Regions from separate parts of the Danio rerio genome. Here region 1 is linked to region 2. Evidence: chromatin contacts called from public Micro-C data. All regions are on one chromosome and are shown on one strand. The core of a region is the stretch at or near the end of the contact, and the rest is flanking DNA. Distances in the headings are between cores, read along the strand shown.

What was found. A called contact is a pair of places that touch in the nucleus more often than the background predicts.
Region 1: a contact with region 2 is called in a Micro-C map of caudal fin, with 8 times the contacts expected there. The contact joins the promoter of arhgap15 here to the promoter of zeb2a in region 2. A contact is called at or near these places in 2 of 18 Hi-C or Micro-C datasets (caudal fin and hematopoietic stem cells) and 1 of 4 datasets of contacts at active chromatin or transcription factors (caudal fin).

The regions. Positions count from the first base shown.
Region 1 is chr9:27,615,505-27,619,391 of GRCz12tu, forward strand. It overlaps arhgap15 (Rho GTPase activating protein 15), which reads right to left and starts at 1,967. Exons shown (of 13, transcript NM_001128555.1): 1 at 1,833-1,967; 2 at 750-809; 3 at 508-569. The coding sequence starts at 1,967.
Region 2 is chr9:27,401,759-27,405,798 of GRCz12tu, forward strand. It overlaps zeb2a (zinc finger E-box binding homeobox 2a), which reads left to right and starts at 1,338. Exons shown (of 10, transcript NM_001135104.2): 1 at 1,338-1,468; 2 at 2,737-2,867. The coding sequence starts at 2,744. It overlaps LOC141376135 (a long non-coding RNA gene), which reads right to left and starts at 2,423. Exons shown (of 3, transcript XR_012385403.1): 1 at 957-2,423.

The DNA of each region.
Region 1 (3,887 bases), core at 717-3,216, 210 kb after region 2:
TTATTTATATAGCACTTTTAAAATGTAGATTGTGTCAAAGCTTCTAAACATAGAAGTTCTAGTCCAGATTTCAGAGTTGAAGTTCAGTTTACTTCAGTTCAGTGTGCTTTGAATTTTACTGCTGAAACACTTAAGAGCAAATCCATCGATGCGCAGCTCCAGTAATGTAGTAAAAAAACTTAGTTTGTATTTTATTTCATAAACTACATATAATGTCTTCAGAGTCACCACAAAATGGTGTCATTTAGAGCAATTATTTAGCAGAAAATGACAAAAGGCCAGTATAAGATATTCCATGTTTCAGAACTTATTGGGGGTAAAACATGTAGGCTACATATTTTACACACACTCATATATGTAATTATGTATAATTACATGTTTATTTATGTATAATTACATATGTATAGCATTTTATTATAAAAAAAAAAAACAATGTGATCACCAGTATATCCAGAAGCAGCTCTATTAGATATACAGATAGACAGACAGACAGTCAGATAGACGAACCGTAATTTCTTTCCTCCTTCAGCAATTTTGGCTTTGTTCAAATATTCCCCTTTTAAAACAGGCTGTAACAAAAACGAAAACACAATGACAAAAATAAATTAATAAATTAAAACAAACTGGTTAATTTGTGCATTTTATTTGATTAATAAGTTATTTTTTCTTCTTGATAATTTCAGTTTAGATTTGTGTTGTCCAAAACAATCTTAATATTGCTAATTTCCAAAAACACAACTGGATCATACCTGCAACCCAACAGAAACTTCACTGTTATGCTGAGACTGATTCCTCCGGTGACGGTTGATCTAAAATAGAGAATGTGGTGTTAAGTAAGTATATTTCCAAATATATCTAATAATACATTTAATTCAATCACAATCCTGCTCAAATTGTTTATTGCAAGGTTTATTTTCAGTTTGGCAAGACACTGCAGGTATATTAAAAAATGTATTTAAAATATGTATCACCATTATTACAGATTAGTGATTATGTTACGAATTGTTTTGTACATAAAATGTACATTAAGAACATTCAAAGGTTTTCTAAAATGCTGTGTTTAAATGTGCAGATGAGTTATTATTTCTGTAACTATGCACTAATTTGCACACATTTATATCACAAAAATCTCATTATTTGTTGAAGTCAGGTTTACAGTTTTAAATTTAGACACTGGAGTGAAGGGTTTTTACTGTTTTATCACTCCACAATTCATAAACAATTGAAAATATCTTATTTTTTTATAAATATTTTGTATGCAATCAGGCAAATTAGGTATCCATTATCCATATCTCTCTGTAAAAACCTTCACAAAGATATAAATAAAACTGTGATGCTTCATGTATGTAAAAGCTGCATTAAAATTTATGAATGCAAGAGGAAGGAGGAAAAAAAGAGTATTTTTAAGAAAATAGCTTAATATGTATTGTCATTAAAACAGACATAGGCTGATTAAATTAGACTAAAAAGCCCCAAAATCTCAATATTGAAAAGTACTGCATGAAAAAAACTGTATTTTGCCTCCCGTGTCTCCCCTTGATTTTCATAAATGTACAGCAAATGTACAACACCAAATTTTCATCACAGTAAAAAGTGAAACAGAAGCGGAGGATATTTAATGTTTGGATAGAAACGGTGGGAGGCTGAGAGCAATAAATGCAGTGCTGTTCTGCCCTCTGCTGTTCTCTGTCTGGGTGTTTCTTAAAACAGCCAATGCAACAGGAAGCTTCCGGTTAGGTGTTGAATGTGAAGATGTAGTCATGCACACTCATACATACTGATTTCCTGAATGAGCAGAGATTGTGAAGGAGTGTGATTGTGCTGATGCTCACGGGTTTCTGTAGTGTTTCGGCCTCTGGCAGGACCATAGATTTGGTCTGGCTGAGTCTTTCTCCAGTGCTGCTCTGAGAGTTCTTGATTCTCAGCTGAACAGCTCCAGGAAGCACCAGTGCTGGCGGCTTTTGCATCGCTATGACACTGAAAAAAAAAACATTTACGTTGGCTGAGCATGAGAACGGTGCACGAGTCAGACACATCAATAATAAAGGCATAGTTTTGAATGACAGGGATTCTGGTAACATTTTATAATGAGGTCTTATTTGACATTATGCAATGCATAAAAAACACTATAACAACGATCAATCCATTCTGAACATTTAATATTATTAACATTTGTAATTGTCAGTTCATTTAAAAATTCACTGCAAAAATAACAATGACATTTTATTTATGTTGTTGTCATTACAGTGTAGTTAATTATTTACCAATATCTGTAACATTAAATAATTACATGTTCTTTATGGTTATAATGCGGGATAGGTTTAGAATTATTTGTATGTAATTATGCATAATTAATTAGAGTTACTTTAGTTACTAAACAGAACATAAAAGGTACACCTTAAAATATAGTGTTACCAAAAATATATTAATAAATATTGACCGTAATATTAACTATGATAAATAATTTTTTTGATATTATTTGTTGTTAGTTTTTTGTGGCCCACACTGAATCTGCGCATGCAAAAATCTGCAGATTTTCAGCCCATCATTTATTTACTTGTGTAAATGTTTGTAAATGTATTATTAAATGTAATATTAAATGTAAATGTAATATTTAATCAGTTTTTTTAATTAGTTTTAGTAATATTATTGGCTAATGTGAAAATGTTCATTTGATTTATTTATAATACAGTTTGTAAAGTAATATTTCCTGTATTTTAGTAGATATGTGATGAGGGAGACTTGCTTTGTTTGCATAATAATTGGTTTTATATTGTAAACTTTAAATAAAAATTCAAAAACTAATTTGAATTTCTTATATTATGTTTTTATTTACAATACTCTGCAAAATTTTGCACAGGAATAGCAAAAGATGTCTGCATATTCTGTCTGACCCTAGCAATTATGTATTTATATAGTTAAAAAATTTTAAATGAAAATTGTTACTGAAATTTGATTTAATAAATGTATATACAATTGAAGTCAGAATTATTAGCCTCCCTGTTTATTCATTAATTCATTTTCTTGTCGGCTCAGTCCCTTTATTACTCTAAGGTCGCCACAGAGGAATGAACCGCCAACTTATCCAGCAAGTTTTTACGCAGCGGATGCCCTTCCAGCCGCAACCCATCTCTGGGAAACATCCACACACACTCATACACTATGGACAAATTAGCCTACCCAATTCACCTGTACCGCATGTTTTTGGACTGTGGGGGGAAACCAGAGCACCCGGAGGAAACCCACATGAACGCAGGGAGAACATGCAAACTCCACACAGAAACGCCAACTAGGCCGAGGATCGAACCAGCGACCCAGCGACCTTATTGCTGTGAGGCGACAGCACTACCTACTGCGCCACTGCTTCGCCCGCCTCCCTGTTTATCTTTCCCCAATTTCTTTTAACGGAGAGAAGATTCTTTCAGCAAATTTCTAAACATAATAGTTTTATCTATAGATATGAGATAAATAGTATCTTATTTCTAATAACTGATTTATTTTACTTTGCCATGATGACAGCAAATAATATTTGACTAGATATTTTTCAAGACAATTCTATTCAGCTAAAAGTGACATTTAAAGGCTTATTAGCTTAATTAGTTTAACTAGGCAGGTTAGGGTAATTAGGCAAGTTATTGTATAATGATGGTTTGTTCTGTAGACTATCAGGAAAAAATAGCTTAAAGGGGCTAATAATTTTAACCTTAACATGTTGTTTTTTTTATTTAAAACTGCTTTTATTCTAACCAAAAAACAAAAAAAAAACAAATCGGTCTTTCTCCAGAAGAAAAAAAATATTATCAGACATACTGTGTAAAATTCCTTGCTCTATTAAACATCATTTGGGAAATATTTAAAAAAAGACTAAAATTCAAAGGGGGTCTAAT
Region 2 (4,040 bases), core at 88-2,587:
CTGCCAATTGACACAACAGCACACACAGAACGGTTAGCTGAGCACCGTCCTTGTTACACTCGATTCTTTCGTTTACTTCTCCAAAAAAAAAAAGAAGAAAAAAAATAGGTCATAGTGTCTCAGAATACAAAAAATTAATCGACACAAATAAATTTCTAGGTTAGGGTTTTATTCTCTCGACTATGATCCAATTTCACGCCACACTCAGCAGCGGCACAAACACACATTCATAAAAATAAAAAGCATGAAGAGGGGAAGGAGTCTACGCAATATCTAGTGTTCTTATGTTTTATGAGGAAAAAAACGATAAAATGTTGCAAAACAAATGTACTTTTAATATTATCATCATTATTATTAATATAGCTAATATTGTTATTATTGTTATATGCACCCTGCGCACGAGGAATTTCCATGTAAGCGCGCAATGCTGTTTAAATAAAAGGTATTGATTAATATAAACGCCTCTAGTCAAATCCAATTGGTCTTTAATGAGTACATCAAACAGCAGTGACATTTTATTGGTCAATTATAATCCATGCAAAAACAAATGCATGAATTTAGTGAGGGTAAATTTCTTCACGCTGTACTAATCAGAGCGCCTTTAATAAACCGCAGTGCTTCATTAAAATAAAAGATTAAGCATTGAAGATGGTTGAGGAAAAACGTTTGAAAGGAAAAAAAGCTACATTTGTTGTTATACTTAAATGTTTAAATGATTCTTGGTCGCCTTCTGCGACGAATCGATCAGTTCTGGTTTAAAGTGCGCAAAATAAAGTCTCAGAACTATCACTTTTAATTGCACTGTTTATCCCATAAACAGCCCTTATTTTATACAGTGAATCATACATGAGACATGCGTACCGAAATGCGACATCAATCACCGCGCAAGACAAAAAGGTACAATGAAATGTCAGGTGAAACTGCGCGCGCGCACACACCACACACAGGTGAGCTACCTGTCAGATCACTGCAGCATCGGCAGCCTCTCGTGCATCTTTTCAGCTCCTCTTCCATAAAAGCATCTGTCCTGACGATGTTCGTGGTGCAAACCTTTTTGCTCTGTTCCGATTGCAGGATAGAGTGTCCAACGCGCCACCGCCTCACCTTTCCAAAGTCCCACCTGAGTTGTCCAACGACAGACGCGCGCAGCACCTGATCTGGTTCATCATCAGACGACTTCGGCGTCTCTCCATCTATCCCGCCGTGTAAAGATAGGTGGCGTGTGTGTCAGAGTCTCGGAGCGCAAAAGTAAAAGAGAGAGCGCAGAAATGTCATCTGAAGAGGCGGAACACGTCAGTGCGTCCTCAGGTTTGTTCCGTGTTGTGGCTCACAGAGATCAGTCCAAACCTGTCCATCAGGAATAACGGTCCCTCATTATAGAGCAGAGTCCTCCTCAGCGCTCCAAACATCTCTGTGGCGTTTTCCTCCCCTCTAACCGGCTCTTTGGGGAATTTTCATATAGAATCGGGTAGGTGAGCCTGTTTCGTGTGTACTTGAGTCCTCGTGGATGCTTTTTATACACCTTATTTTACTTTTTTAAATCCCCACCTGAATGTGAGATTGCAATCAACTTGGCTTCAGCCGGCGCAGGTGAGAAAGGTGCGCGCGCCTCACGGATGCTGACACACCGGCAGCTTCACGCAGGAATGATGATGAGGATGATGATGATGATGATTTTGCTCGTTACATTTATCAGTGCATGTTTACGCGGATCTCATAAACGAATGCATTCCCGACAGACAACAATATAAGAACATCTTTTTGATCAGTTTATTTAGGCTATTTTAGATGCAAGGTACTTGACTAATAGTTTTACAGTAAACATTCAAACAGATTTCAATGCATAAATAAAAAAAGAATTTTGAAGACAGTTTAATTTTGTCATCAGCATCCACGAATCCTGCAAGACTTACATCACTGTGACGAGAGGGGTAATGTGCCTTGTTTATTTGTTTGCTTATCATGCTTGGATTACAATTGTTATTTTTAAGAATTCGTCTTCGCAGTGTTGCATATTTTTTACACTAGGATAAACTAAATATTTCAGATTTTAAATGTAAAAATTATGACAAGAATTTATCAGATTTGCACAAACGCAAAACGCAATGTTTTGTACTTTTAAGAATATAATTGCAATAAGAACATTTACAATACAATCTTAATTAACACCGTCTTTTATAAATGTGCAAAACAGCAACGATTTTATATACATTCCGAAGAAAAGTAAATGTTCTTAATTAGATTTGGTCATTCAGTAAAAGTCAGACAGCGAAGAAATTATGAATCCTGTATTTACATCCATCATACTCACTCACGAAGTAGCTCGGAAGATCTGCCTATAAAAACTTAAAGCAAAGAGAGAAAGGAGGCACAAGCATCACTAAACACAAGTTGCAGAAAACTTTCATTGCTTTGCATTGTGTGAAATGCTCTATACGCACAGCACATGCTTTATGGTGACTTGAAGGTGTCGGTGTGTCCGTCCCCCTTCGTTCGCGCACTCACGCGCTGCTGTCCGATCACACACAGACACACACACACTCACACACACACTTCAAAAGATCAGACGACGCGCAGGACGCTCACGGTCCCTCCAAACAAACCCTCCTGGATAACTTCATTCGGACTTCTCAGTCACTCTACCCCCAAATATCATTTGCTCTCTCCTGTGAGCGACACACATCCTCCTTCCTGCCCTGAGAGTCCAATTGTTGCCGTGTGTGTGTTGGTTGCTAGATCTTGGATGAAGGAGCGGAGCCCATGCGGACTGCTGCCATCTGACCCACTCTTATCAATGAAGCAGGAGATCATGGCGGAGGGTCCCCGGTGTAAGAGGAGAAAACAGGCCAATCCGAGGAGAAAGAACGGTAAGAAAGTGTCTCGTGTCGAAAAAACTTGTCTCCGGCTTGTTCTCGCGTCTTGAAAACACTGTTAGATTTGGGTGAGATTGTGCGTTGTCAACTGAAGCGCTGTGTACAAGAGTACGGGAAACTCAACGACAGTGTGTTTACTTGTGTGCTTCAGACAGAAGTCTGCTGATTTAAAGAGTTTTTGTTGCTGTGGAAATATTTAAGTTGTAATAGAGTAGGAGTTACAGGGAGAGTTCAGATGTGTGAGCGTCTATTATCTCACAGCACAAAACCGTTATGTGTGTGTGAGCGCGTGCGCGAACGCGTGTCTTCTGCTGGACACAACATACTGCCCTAAAATACTTTTAAATACTTGCTGAAGTTGTTTTGCGTGGTTTGTCAAACTTTTACACCTTAGAGTTGTTGTGAACTTCTGTCTTTGGTGAAGTTGTGAAAGAGTGAAGTTCTGCTGTGTGAATACAGGTTATGTCTTTAGACACTTTTCGACACTTTCCTAATTTATAAATAGTCACACGACTTATGGCTTGTTAGTCATGACTTTTGGTCTGAATCAAAATGCACAGGTAATGTCAATTGAAGCCGCGAATATTTTGGTTGGGATCCTAAATAAAAAAGACGAAAAGAAAAGTCCTGCTGCCCATAGTATTGGCCTGAGGAGCATTTAGACACAAAGAAAAACAAACTCATCCACAAACATTTTCGGACTATCACTCACGCGGTTTCGTCTTTGTTTTATTATTAATTTTTTTTTTCATAAGAGGAAAATATTCATTTTAATTTGATCAAGTTGCAATGTAATTTTTAAAAAGTTATAATTAAGCTATATTATGTAAATAAATGTAAATGTTGCTTTGGATATTTTGGGTGCAGAGGAAACACACATATTCCCGGACCCTATTATATGTTTGACCTCGATACTTTATTAAATGCGATCTATTGATTTTATGAAAATCAATGCAGCCTGTCGCGGAGTGTAGTCTGTGACATGGAATAAAGTCGATGGGTTAAAACTCTTTTTTAATACGGGCAAAAAATTAGTGAAACGGCCAAGCAGCATTTCTCTTGATTGTTATTGAAAGTCACATATCGTTGAGTTTAGGATTGTTTTCAGATTTTGTTTGAAAACATTTGCTAAGGAAAAATATAAAATGTTCTCTTCTTAAACTTTTG